Linked DNA regions of Mus musculus: all the other regions are linked to region 1. A link is a contact called in public promoter capture Hi-C data. All regions are on one chromosome and are shown on one strand. Each heading gives the region's core, a stretch centred on a gene start, on an enhancer-like site or on the middle of the called end of the contact. The rest is flanking DNA. Distances are from core to core; before and after follow the strand shown.

What was found. Promoter capture Hi-C pulls out the DNA fragments that hold promoters and counts their contacts.
Region 2: a promoter capture Hi-C map of cranial neural crest shows a contact between it and region 1. The contact joins the promoter of Sema3g here to the promoter of Stimate in region 1. A contact is called at or near these places in 2 of 39 promoter capture datasets (cranial neural crest and liver).
Region 3: a promoter capture Hi-C map of liver shows a contact between it and region 1, with 1.6 times the contacts expected there. The contact joins the promoter of Stab1 here to the promoter of Stimate in region 1. A contact is called at or near these places in 4 of 39 promoter capture datasets (cranial neural crest, liver and second pharyngeal arch cranial neural crest) and 2 of 9 other capture datasets (adipose tissue and pancreatic islet).

Annotation. Positions count from the first base shown.
Region 1 is chr14:30,823,558-30,827,173 of GRCm38.p6, reverse strand. It overlaps Stimate (STIM activating enhancer), which reads right to left and starts at 1,580. Exons shown (of 8, transcript NM_028839.4): 1 at 1,284-1,580. The coding sequence starts at 1,443.
Region 2 is chr14:31,215,813-31,219,428 of GRCm38.p6, reverse strand. It overlaps Sema3g (sema domain, immunoglobulin domain (Ig), short basic domain, secreted, (semaphorin) 3G), which reads right to left and starts at 1,556. Exons shown (of 16, transcript NM_001025379.1): 1 at 1,404-1,556. The coding sequence starts at 1,518.
Region 3 is chr14:31,167,101-31,170,716 of GRCm38.p6, reverse strand. It overlaps Stab1 (stabilin 1), which reads left to right and starts at 2,076. Exons shown (of 69, transcript NM_138672.2): 1 at 2,076-2,305. The coding sequence starts at 2,225.

The sequences.
Region 1 (3,616 bases), core at 331-2,830:
TTCAAAACCAAGCAGCCATAAAGAAATAGTGGTCAGAATCAGGGGCTATCCAGGGTCGCTTGAAGCCTGGGCGAGTTTGCCCAAAGAAACCTCTTGTTATAAATAAGCAAGGATAACCCTACTGCATCTGCATTCAGAGCTGCAGCAGGACACCCCCACCCCCAGTGAAGACTACATCCTGCTGGAACTCCCCATTCTGCCCACAGAGCACAGTTGTGAAAACATGTCAGTTTTGGAATTAATGCCTCTATATAATAGCTTAGTTATAACTCCTCTCTAACACATCACAGGGACACTCTCAGGTCTACGTGCCAAGAGAACTCCATCCTTTAGTGTCTGTGTGTGTGTATGTGCCCATCAGAGAAACAGCACAACCTCCCAACCCAAGGGCAAATATGACCCTTCCTCCAACCCCCATTGGGCAACAAGGGCCATCTGTGACTTCCTTCTTTACTATAAAACTCCCCAAGAAGTGCCTCTGAGACTTTCCCGGAGCCTCTAGCCTCCTCCATCAAGTCAACCAGGAGGGTTGTCAGAGTTTCACGAAAAAAGAGGAAATTTAAAAATGTAAATAACAAACGTGGTTTGGAAGAACAGCAAGCGGAAACTTCAGATACAACTTAATTGGGAAAGCTCAGGACAGAGCTGAACAGGTGAAAAGGGAGGCTGGGATGTGGGTACCGCGGCAGTCAGAGAGGATCTTCCCTGAACAATAGAGGGAGTAGGGCTGGGGGTCGCGCAGCAATGTGGGAGCACCGACTGCACTGCCCTAACACTACAGGTGGGTGTGGGTGAGTCTCCCCACACCCAACAGAGAGGGCAAACACTGGGAGTGAAGGTTCAGAGAGGAGCCCAGCATTAGGCTAGCAGACACTTAAGGGTGTGGGGGTCTAAGAGCCAAGGGGAGGAAGGCTACGAGGAGCCCCTGAGAAGAAGCTATGGGGGGGGGGGGGTAATCTCGGTCCATACCGAAAAGTGAGGTAACCTTAATTTGCGACGGCAAAGTGGGAGGGGACCAGATTTAGGCTGACATCAGACAAGAGACAGGTCTAAGGTGGAGGTGGTGAGGGGCAGGGTCACTCCTGGCCAAAAGCTCTCAGCCCAGGGTCCCGGACTCCCTTCTAGTCTCGAATAACCAGCACCGTCTCGCGGGAGAGGGAGGCACCGCAGCCCAAGGGCCCGGTGCCCAGGCCGGAACTCTAAGGGCAGGAGGGTCCCCGGGGTGGGGCTGGGACTGCGGCGGTCGACGTGGGGACGGGGAGGGGCTGGGGTCCCGGACTCACGCATCAATGTGCTGAAGGCCACGACGCCGAGCAGCCCCTGCAGGAAGATGCCGAAACTGTGCATGAGCGCGCCGCTCTCACAGCGGCCCGCCCCGGACGCGACCGTGGAGGCCGGCCCGCTCGGCAATCCGCGGCTCACGTTCCCTCCCGGGCCTTGCATGGCGGCCTGACGGGAGGGCGCGAGGGGCCGCCGGCCTCGCTGCAGCCCGGGTCGCGCTGCCCAGCCGCGACCCCGGACCTGGAGCTGGGTGCCGGTATCTCAGCCCGCGGCCGCCTCCGCGCCGCGCGTAACCCGACGTCCGAGATCGTAGAGCTTGATTGGTTGAGCCAGGCGTGAGGCGGGCTTCGATTCCCTCCGGGGCGGGGCTCTAGCCAGGGCTAGGGGCGGGGCTGGAGGAGAATCTCTGCAGGTAGGTAGAGCAGGTGAGCCAGACTGTGTAAAAGGAATCCCCAGAGCCCTGTGTTCTAGGTCATGAGAGCAGTGTCAGGGACAGTGATGGAGTCTGTTGCTAAATCCCTTTCCCCTCCAAGGCAAATCTATAAATGCCCTGGACAATTTCCTAAGAATACTCCTACATTCTGCCCTCAGATTCGGTTCACTACTTCGGAAGTGGAGTCCAGAACCTGAGGCAACATTATGCTAAGGCACGGTATTGAGTACAATAGTCTCAGCCGTCTGAGGTCTTCTTCCCACGCCAGGGATTGAGTGTTCTACTTTCATGGTCAAAAGCCAGAGGATTCAACTCACTATTCAAAGCTCCAGGGTGAATCCCTGTTCCCAAACATAATTTGTGGGGGTTTTGTTTTGAAACAGGCACTTTCTTAACCCTGCCTGTCCTCAAACTTAAAACAAGGACCTAGAAACAATGATGGCCTTGAACTCCTGATCTTCACACTCACGCACTCTAAGTGAATTATAGGTAGGTCTGTGACACCAGTCTGTCTGGTTTTGCTACTTTGCTTGAGATTGGTCTTGTTGAATTGTCCAGGCTAATCTGAACCTTTGGACAAAAAAAATGATCTTTCCACCTCAGCCTCCGAGGTAGCTAGGACTGCAGTTAAGTGCCACTACACTTGTCCCCCACCCCCACTTTAAATGGTTACTTCAATCCAGCCACTTTTCGCTTTATAAAAAGGGTGAGTTTAAGTGCAAAGTCAACATGCACAAGTCCTTGCTCTGTTCACTTCTGAGATACAACTACAAATAGAACGGATTTTGTTTTGAGACAGCATCTGGAACTCATTATGTAGCCCAGAATCTGCCCGACTTTCTCTAAAGGCATATGCCACCACACCCAGTCTGGTTTCTTTTCTTTCTTTTTTTTTTTTTTTTTACCTCCAAACCACCGGTGTGCACAGACTCCAATTTAAGTTTGTCTTACTACCCAGACCCCTAGACATCTCTGCTGTCTCTCTAGACACCTCTTGCTGGTGCCCTAGAGCTCTGACTTGTCTGCTGCATGTCAATGGGCATGTGCATGGTACAGGTCTAACCTACATCAAGGTATCTTTTTGGAACAATAAATACTAACTTTAAAGACATTTCCTCAAGAAGTTCTAATTATCAAAGAGGACTAAATGCTTTCCAAAGTTTGTTTGTTTTATTTAACAGGGATATAGACTCTGCAATCCATAGGAAATGCAATTCTGCAGCCTTTCTCTTACCGTCTCCTCGCACACCGGTATGGATACTACTCTCTAGCCCTGTGCCATGAGCTGCTGCCTAGGCGGCAAGCCACCTGTCTGCCCATCTCCACTGCACCTTCACCTTCTGTGTGCTCTGCTCCACCAGCACTTTCAGCTGTATGTATGTTGGTTCAGACAGCTAGGTCTCTCCCCTGGTATGAGCTTTCTAAAGGCAGAGCTAGTGTTGATTCACTCTTGGCACAGATTTGGCACACAGCAAATGTAAATTTACCTGAATTTTAACTTATGTATATTTAATTTATTGAAATGTAAATTTATTTAAAGTTTTTTTTATTGAAAAAGATTGTGAAACTAAATGAACGTATAAGGGAAATGTAAAGTCCCATCATTCCCTTTAAGTCCGAGAAGGACCTTACACACTAAGCACTCAGCAGTTACAGCTCATGTTCAGGGAGAGCCAGAGGATCTGTGTGTTAAAGCAAGAGAGGCCGTGGCTGGGCACAGGGAGATTACTAGTTGAAGACACAGAGTTCATGAAAAAACTGCACACACAGCTGACAAAAGAAGTCTGGGAGAAATACCGCTCTGCACACTCAGGTGTGACACTGCTCTGCACACTCAGGTGTGACATCACTCTGTACACTCAGGTGTTGACACCGCTCTGTACACTCAGGTGTGACACTGCT
Region 2 (3,616 bases), core at 307-2,806, 390 kb before region 1:
GGATCAGAGCCCCAAGAGTTTTGATATAGTTCCTTGCTTCTGCTTGGGGAGGTGGAAGCAAGGCCCCAGCAAAGGACTGGCAGAGTTGTCCAGAAGGGGCTGCCTGCCCCACTTGGGAAGGCCCAGAGTAACCTTTGTCCAGAACTCCTCAGGCACCACACTCCATCCTCAAACTCACTGGTGGCCTCTTCAGGATACCCTGCTTGATTAATATAGACTCTGAGACTTCCCTCTCAGAGTAGCCTGATTGTCCCTCAAAGCCACAGCTCCCCGAACAAAGAGCCCTTTACCCACATGGTCTCCACAGCAAGCTTGTGCCATCCCCCTTCTGACTGCTGTTCCCCAGAGAAGATGATTCCTCTCCCCCAGGAAAAATCTGCGGGGCTTCTGAGATGGCTCAGTGGGTAAAGGTACTTGCCAAACCTGACAACCTGAGTTTGACCCCCAGAGCCTCACATGGTAGAGAGAACCAGTTCCTGCAAGTTGTCTTCTGACCTATACACATGTACAGCATGCACTGTGGCACATGTGCACCTAGACAAAACACTCTCACATCCCTCACTCAGATACATAGATACATAGATAGATAGATAGATAGATAGATAGATACATACATACATACATACATACATACATACATACATAGACACACAGATACATAGCTGCCATACATTTTTGTTGAAGAAGAATCTATAATTAAATCCTAGTTTTATTTGTCTCAGACCATCAAAAAAGGCAGAACCACACAGCTAGGCTAGAGCGGAGAACCACTTCTACACACACACACACACACACACACACAGAGAGAGAGAGAGAGAGAGAGAGAGAGAGAGAGAGAGAGAGAGAGAGAGACAGAGACAGAGAGAGAGACAGAGAGAGAGACAGAGAGAAACAGAGACAGAGAGACAGAGACAGAGACAGAGACACCGAGAGAAGATGGCAGAGGAAAGCTGAGACTCTCCTGGACTATAGATGGAGAGAGGATGGTCAAGTGAGCGTGGATGATGATAAGTCAGGACAGGCTACAAGAGGTGGGAGAGGCTCCTCCTTTCCTTGTGGCTCAGGACCAGAAGGACAGACTTCTACCCACTCCCTTGATGTCTGCCCAGACCCTCTTTATACCCTCCCTCTGCTCTGTACCTCCGTCCCCCTTCCTTGTTTCCATCTCCCACCCTTCCTTTGTAGCAGTCTCCTCAGTTTCCCCCTTGTATTAGTCTTCCACTTTGGCCATGGCTCTCAGGATGTGTCTACCTTTCCTGCCCACAGTCATCCCTAGCATCATTCAGGGTCTGACCAGGAAACCTTACCCATGCTGCTGCTGGCTGATTAAAGGATGTCCTAGAGCCACGGACATTCACAGACATTCACAGCATGCACACAAACAGGACAGCACTGGCCAGTACCTCTGTAGGAGAGCCGCAGACGAGGCACACTGGGGCTGGGACCAGGGCTGGGGATGCCCACATGGAACAGAAGGCTCCCCAGGAGGCAGCAGATGGCCCACGCAGATGGGTCCATGCTGGGAAAAAAAAATGAGCTGCCCTCTGATCCTGCTGCTGGATGTAGTTTGCTCTGCTGCCACCAGGCCAGCCACTTATAAGGCAGTGGCTCCACCCAGTGCTGGGCGGGAAGGCGGGAGAGGAAGAGCGAAGTGCTCCAAGCCTGCCATCTACCTGCAGTTTCTCCGGCCACCTCAGCCGGCCGGCCCGCTCAATGCCCGTGCAGCTAACTGGCCTGCTCCCCCTTGGGAGACTCTGACCCAGCTGAGGTGTGGACAGTTTGAATGACAGACACTCACAAATGCAAGTGCCTAGGCTCCAACAAAGCAGCAAGGGGAAGGGATAACCTGAGAGAGAGGTCAGGAATCAGGTGGGGGTCTGGCTTTACTCCCTGCCTCTCCAGAGAGGCATCACTAGTCCTGAGCCAGCCAGGTATCCTTGACCTGACTGCCAAGCTCTCCCCTGTGCCTAAGCTGCTGTGTGGGTAGAGGATTCACTTCAACTTCATGCTGGTAGGGCTTAAGGTCCAGCCATACATCATAGGTCTGGCACTGGTAAGAAACGGAGGCAATGGTTCTCAGCCTGTGGGTCACGGCCCCTTTGAGGGTCAAATGGGCTTTTCACAGGAGTCGCCTAAGATCATCTGAAACCACGGAGATGTACATTACAATTCATAACGCTAACAAAATGGCAGTTATGAGGTAGCAATGAAAATAATTTTATGGTTGGAGAATCATCACAACATGAGGAACTGTACTAAAGGGTTGCAGCGTTAGGAAGGTTGAGAACCACTGACCTAAGGCTCCCACCCAGACCTCCCCAGGCTCCACAGCCCCTCTCTGAATCCACAGGGCTCTATCTCAGTTCAGCAGGCTTGCTCTGAGGTAAGGGGTAAGTTTTATTCCATGCTTTTATTCCATGCTTAGGAGAACTTCTATTGTCTTGCTTCCTCCAGGCCCCAGTGCTTTGGAGGCCCAGGGGCCAGAGCACAATAGGTCCGTGGTGAGTTCCTCCCAAGCCCATGGGCTCTACAGGGATCACAGTTCTGCCCTAAACTCTGGTGTGGAGTGCATTAAAAGGAGCCAAGGGGAAGATGCACCAAGGCCCTGAATCTGGGTAAGTGGGACACCCCCCCCACACACACACACACTTTCAGAGCAGTTTCTGGACCTGCTGACCCCACCTCTCACCTCACCCTGCCCTGAACTCTCCTTTCAGCTCCCAGGGTTCTAGAAACACCCATAGGGTAGGCCTCCCAGATGGAATGGCCTGAGACCTCAGAAGGGGGGAAGCAGGATGCTCCCCACCAACCTTTCAGAGAGAGTCATGGCTCAGACCACAGACGGCTGAGAACAGGTTCAGCTCCGCCCTGGAACCCTCCTCTGCTTCTGGGCCTCCTGGAGGGCTAGTGTTCTGGGACCTTACCTCCCCTCCCTATCTCTTCTCTAGAAAGAAAACAGATTATTCCTTGGCTCAGCTCAAGAAGGACCTATGGCTCGTAACTTCACCTCCCTGTGCCCCTGGACCCTAGAACACTAATATGGTGGTGGTGGTGGTGGTGGTGGTGGTGGTGGTGGTGGTGGTGGTGGTGTTCTTACTTGGAAGCAGATCAGGCGCTGCTCAGAGACACCAGTAACTGGCTCCTTCCCACCTCTGCCTCTGAGTCTGCTGAAGGATGCAAGCCTTTATTTCCTGGATCTGCCTTCTCCTGAGGCAAGGACCAGCCATCCTGTGTAGGAACTTACAAAACTGAAGAACGACGCCTGTACAGCAGAGGCCGCTACAGTAGTGGTTCTGTCCTGGGGTCTCAGTAGGGTGGAGACATTCTGCATCTACCTCCCTGGGGAAACGTGGTGGTATCTAGCCCAGGCTGAGGCCTTCTGTCTTGCTTGAGATTGAGCTGAACACCCAGTCCTTTGGCCAGCATGTGGCCCCAAGCAGAGCGTGTGAGCAGAGGACCAAACCACTCCTCCATCCACCATCGTGGGGGTCTCTACTCAGCCAGACCTTCAGCTGCGGCTGTGTCTACCCGGACAGGCTTGTGGGGCAGGCAGGCTACTTCACAGCACAGAAGGAAGCCTAGAAACCCAAACTCAAGTGTGTGGATCCTGTCAGAT
Region 3 (3,616 bases), core at 827-3,326, 340 kb before region 1:
CCAGCACTCAGGAGGCAGACTCAGGTGGATCTCTGGGTTCAAGGCCAGCCTGAGTTCCTTCCAGGACAGCCAAGGCTATATCTGTCTCAAAACAAAACCAAAGAACAACTTCATTTTATCCCTTCCTTGTCTGTTCCACACCGGTGTCAGTCCAGATGGTACTCCTGTCCTTTCTCAGCTAACAGTACTCCAGGAGAGACAAAAATGAACTATTAAAGAGCAGTGCCAGCTGATTGCCAGTGCCAGAGGGGCTGAAATCAGGCCCTGGGCTGCCCCAAAGCCTGGTGTCAGGTCAAAAAAGTGCTCTGAACCGTGATTAATGGAAAAAAAAACCCAGGCCGAGTTTATCTGAACAAAGAAAATCTACTTCTTTAATCAGGCAGCCCTGAGGACAGCAGCCAGAAAGACTAGCCGAGGCAACATTTAGAGGAGACAGAAAGGACTTAGTTGGCCAGTTGACGACAAAGCCTGTGGCGCGTAACTGAAGCCCATGCTGCAGCCCAGACCCATGCGTCTGCTTTGTGAGGCACAGCAAGAGATTTTAGTCCAAACCAATTAGCTTCACCATCAGAGACCACACCTACCTGGGAGAAGGGAAGAGCACACAGACATATACCATATACCTCTACCGTATACCTTTACCATATATATACACCCATAGCATATACCCTTGCAGTTAATTTACTGGAATAGAAAAGCCCCAGTTGGCCAAGAAGCAAAGTAGAAGGCTGGGCATGGTGGCATACGCCTTTAATCCCAGCACTTAGGAGGCAGAGGCAGGCGAATTTCTGAGTTCAAGGCCAGCCTGGTCTACACAGAGAAACCCTGTCTCGAAAAAACAAAAAGAAGCAAAGTAGAAAGGGAAAATGTACGGACACGTGGGAAGGAAAGAGTCCAGCAAAGGGGCAGAGGCCCTCCCTAAAGCTGTAGCCTGACTGAGAGTTTCTTCCCCAATAGGGCAGCCTTGTCCAGCCTCGGTGGGAAAAGATGCACCTTATCTTGCAGAGACTTGATGTCCCAGGAGGGCCCCATGCTCTCAGAGGAAAAGGGGAAGTGGGACGGGGAGGGATTCTGTGAGGGGGACCAGGCAGCATTTGAGATGTAAATAAATAGATATGGGCGGTGGTGATGCACATCTTTAATCACAGCACTTAGAAGGCAGAGGCAGGTGGATTTCTTGAGTTCAAGGCCAACCTGGTCTACAGAGTGAGTTCCAGGACAGCCAGGGCTACACAGAGAAACCCTGTCTCGAAAAAACAACAACAAACAAAACAACAACACTAACAACAGCAACAAGCCCAGCAACAAAACCCTTAAGTCTTATTAAATGGTGACTGAGAGATCTGCACACATGTTCTTGGGTGTGGTTTTTTTTTTTTTAAACACTATTTTTAATGAAACCTCAGTTTTATTTCATACCCGCCAGTTCTGAATTCTTTCCTGCTTTGAATCCATGAATCCTGGGTTTGCCTGAGTGGAGGTCCCTAAAAGATTAAAGGAACCCCCCAGACTGTGCTCGGTGGCTCTACCCAGTCACTACAGACTTCAGGGCCAAGTGAGGGACGTCACAGACACCCACCCACCCACCACAAGCATAGAGGACTGAAGTGCAATGGAACCTGGGCTGTGGCTGCAGAGTTAGGGGTGGGCTCAGGAAGGCCATGAGGCTGGTAGGGGAGACCAGTCTGAGGGGCTAGCATGGTGTTTCCACCTCTACTGGTGTCTGACGGAAAGACTGAGGCAGCTCACCTGGGGGCCAGCCAGCCCAGGGGCTGTCCAACAACCTCCTAGGCACCAGAACCCCGAAGCTTCTGAATGAAAAAGCCAGCTTGACAGATGCAGGGAAAATTATTTATTGGTGCTTAAATTTGCTTTAGAATCTCCCCTAGACCCCAGGCAGGTGGCTAATGGTGGGTCTGGACCTCTAGACTATGGTGCCAGGGAGCAGCGTCCTGGGCCAGGAAGCCCTGAACAGGGCCCAGGTCGTCCATGTGGGGGTCACTGGCCAGCGTCTTCCCTTCCGCCTGCAGGCTGCTGATACGCAGGAGGAAATCCTGGTGGGTTCCTGTGGGGGTGAGCTGACGGATAGCTTTTAAAGCGGCTGCTCACCCACCCTGTCCTGCCTCCTTCCTCATGCCTGCCTCTTGGAGTTCACTCGCTGCCTGCCGCTGCTGCAATCACTGTCCCCACACTACTTTTGTCTCAGACAGCAGACCTGCCTGCTATGGCAGAGCCCCGAACCCTCCTTCTGCTCTGTGTCCTGGTCCTCTGCCTGTCAGACTCCAGCTTCATCCGAGGGCAGACGGTGAGTGGGAGCCAGGGTCAGGGAACAGGGAGGGACCATGATAGTTTGTGTATGGATGTGTTGGGGTGGGGGTATCAAAGCAGCTGGTACCTGTCTGAGCTCCCTGGGGGCCCAGGGACCCAGACTATTGTTCCACCTCCCCAGGCTGAAGTCTACGGCTGTTCTACCTGAAGCTTAAAGGCTTCAGCAATTTTTCCCCTCTAACTCTGTCGGGCTAGCTGGTCATGTACTCTGGGCAGTCATCCTGGGTTGCCTAGCTTATGAGTGAACAGGGACAGAGCCAGCCCCATCCTCCTGGCCTTCTTTCCCAGACTGAGACCATAGTCTATGCGGCCCTCACCTGGGGCTTTTAAATGTGATCGTTACCTATCCTCCGGGAACTATAAACCAAGGGGCTCAATCAGAACTTGGCCACCAATATGCCCGTGGCCAGCCCCAAGCCTGTGTGGAACAGACGAGATCCATTGGACAGACAGCAACCAACAACAATGTTCTTAAGTCTCAGAGAGGCCCCTGAACGTGGCCCCTTCAGTCTTTATAGTCTTTAGCAAGCTTGTTTGTTTCTCCTGTTCGAAATCCCAGGCCCGAGGAGGAGAGCCGCAAGCTGTTCCCTCTGGAGCCATAGTTGGGACCACAGCCTGCGATTCTTACTCAGGACTGCCATTCCCCACCCAGTGTGCTGAGAACACAGGGCCTCGTGAGTGGTTGTAGCATGGCTCCGGAGGCCAAGAGGGCCTGTCCCTAGGTCTCCCCAGCTCAGAATTGCTGCGTGAGCTTTGGGGAGAGCTTCCCACAAGTGTGGAGACTGAGTTTTGGATCTGTATCTGGGCAAAGGAGCTTCCCTCGTGAAACCGAGTTCACCTTCATCTTAGGCAGCTTCCGAGGCTCCCGTGGCAGAGAGAGGGGATCCACCACCAGGCAGCCATGGGGGCTTGGTCCCGTGGGAAGGGGATTTCATGGCCAGGCCAGGGCTGGGTGGAGCAGGTGGGACATCAGGATAAACATGATGGAAAACCACAAGATCCAGGTTGTGCCAAGCTGGAAAAGCACCTTGCCACCCGTGTCCTGGGCAATGGGGACAGAGGTCAGTGAGAAATCTCAGCTCCGAGACCTGCTGTAGTTCCAGACAGTTCTAAGTCTGTCATTCTGAGACTGAAGCCCAGCCAGCCTGGGCCAGGGACGAGGTCCTGAGGTCCTTGTGGGTAGGGATGTAGCCATGCTGTCCTTACTTTCCCCTCACAGTCCCTCATCCTGTATGACCTGGGACACAAGCTGCAGCTGCTAGGAACGTAGCCTCAGAGGGAAGAGAGG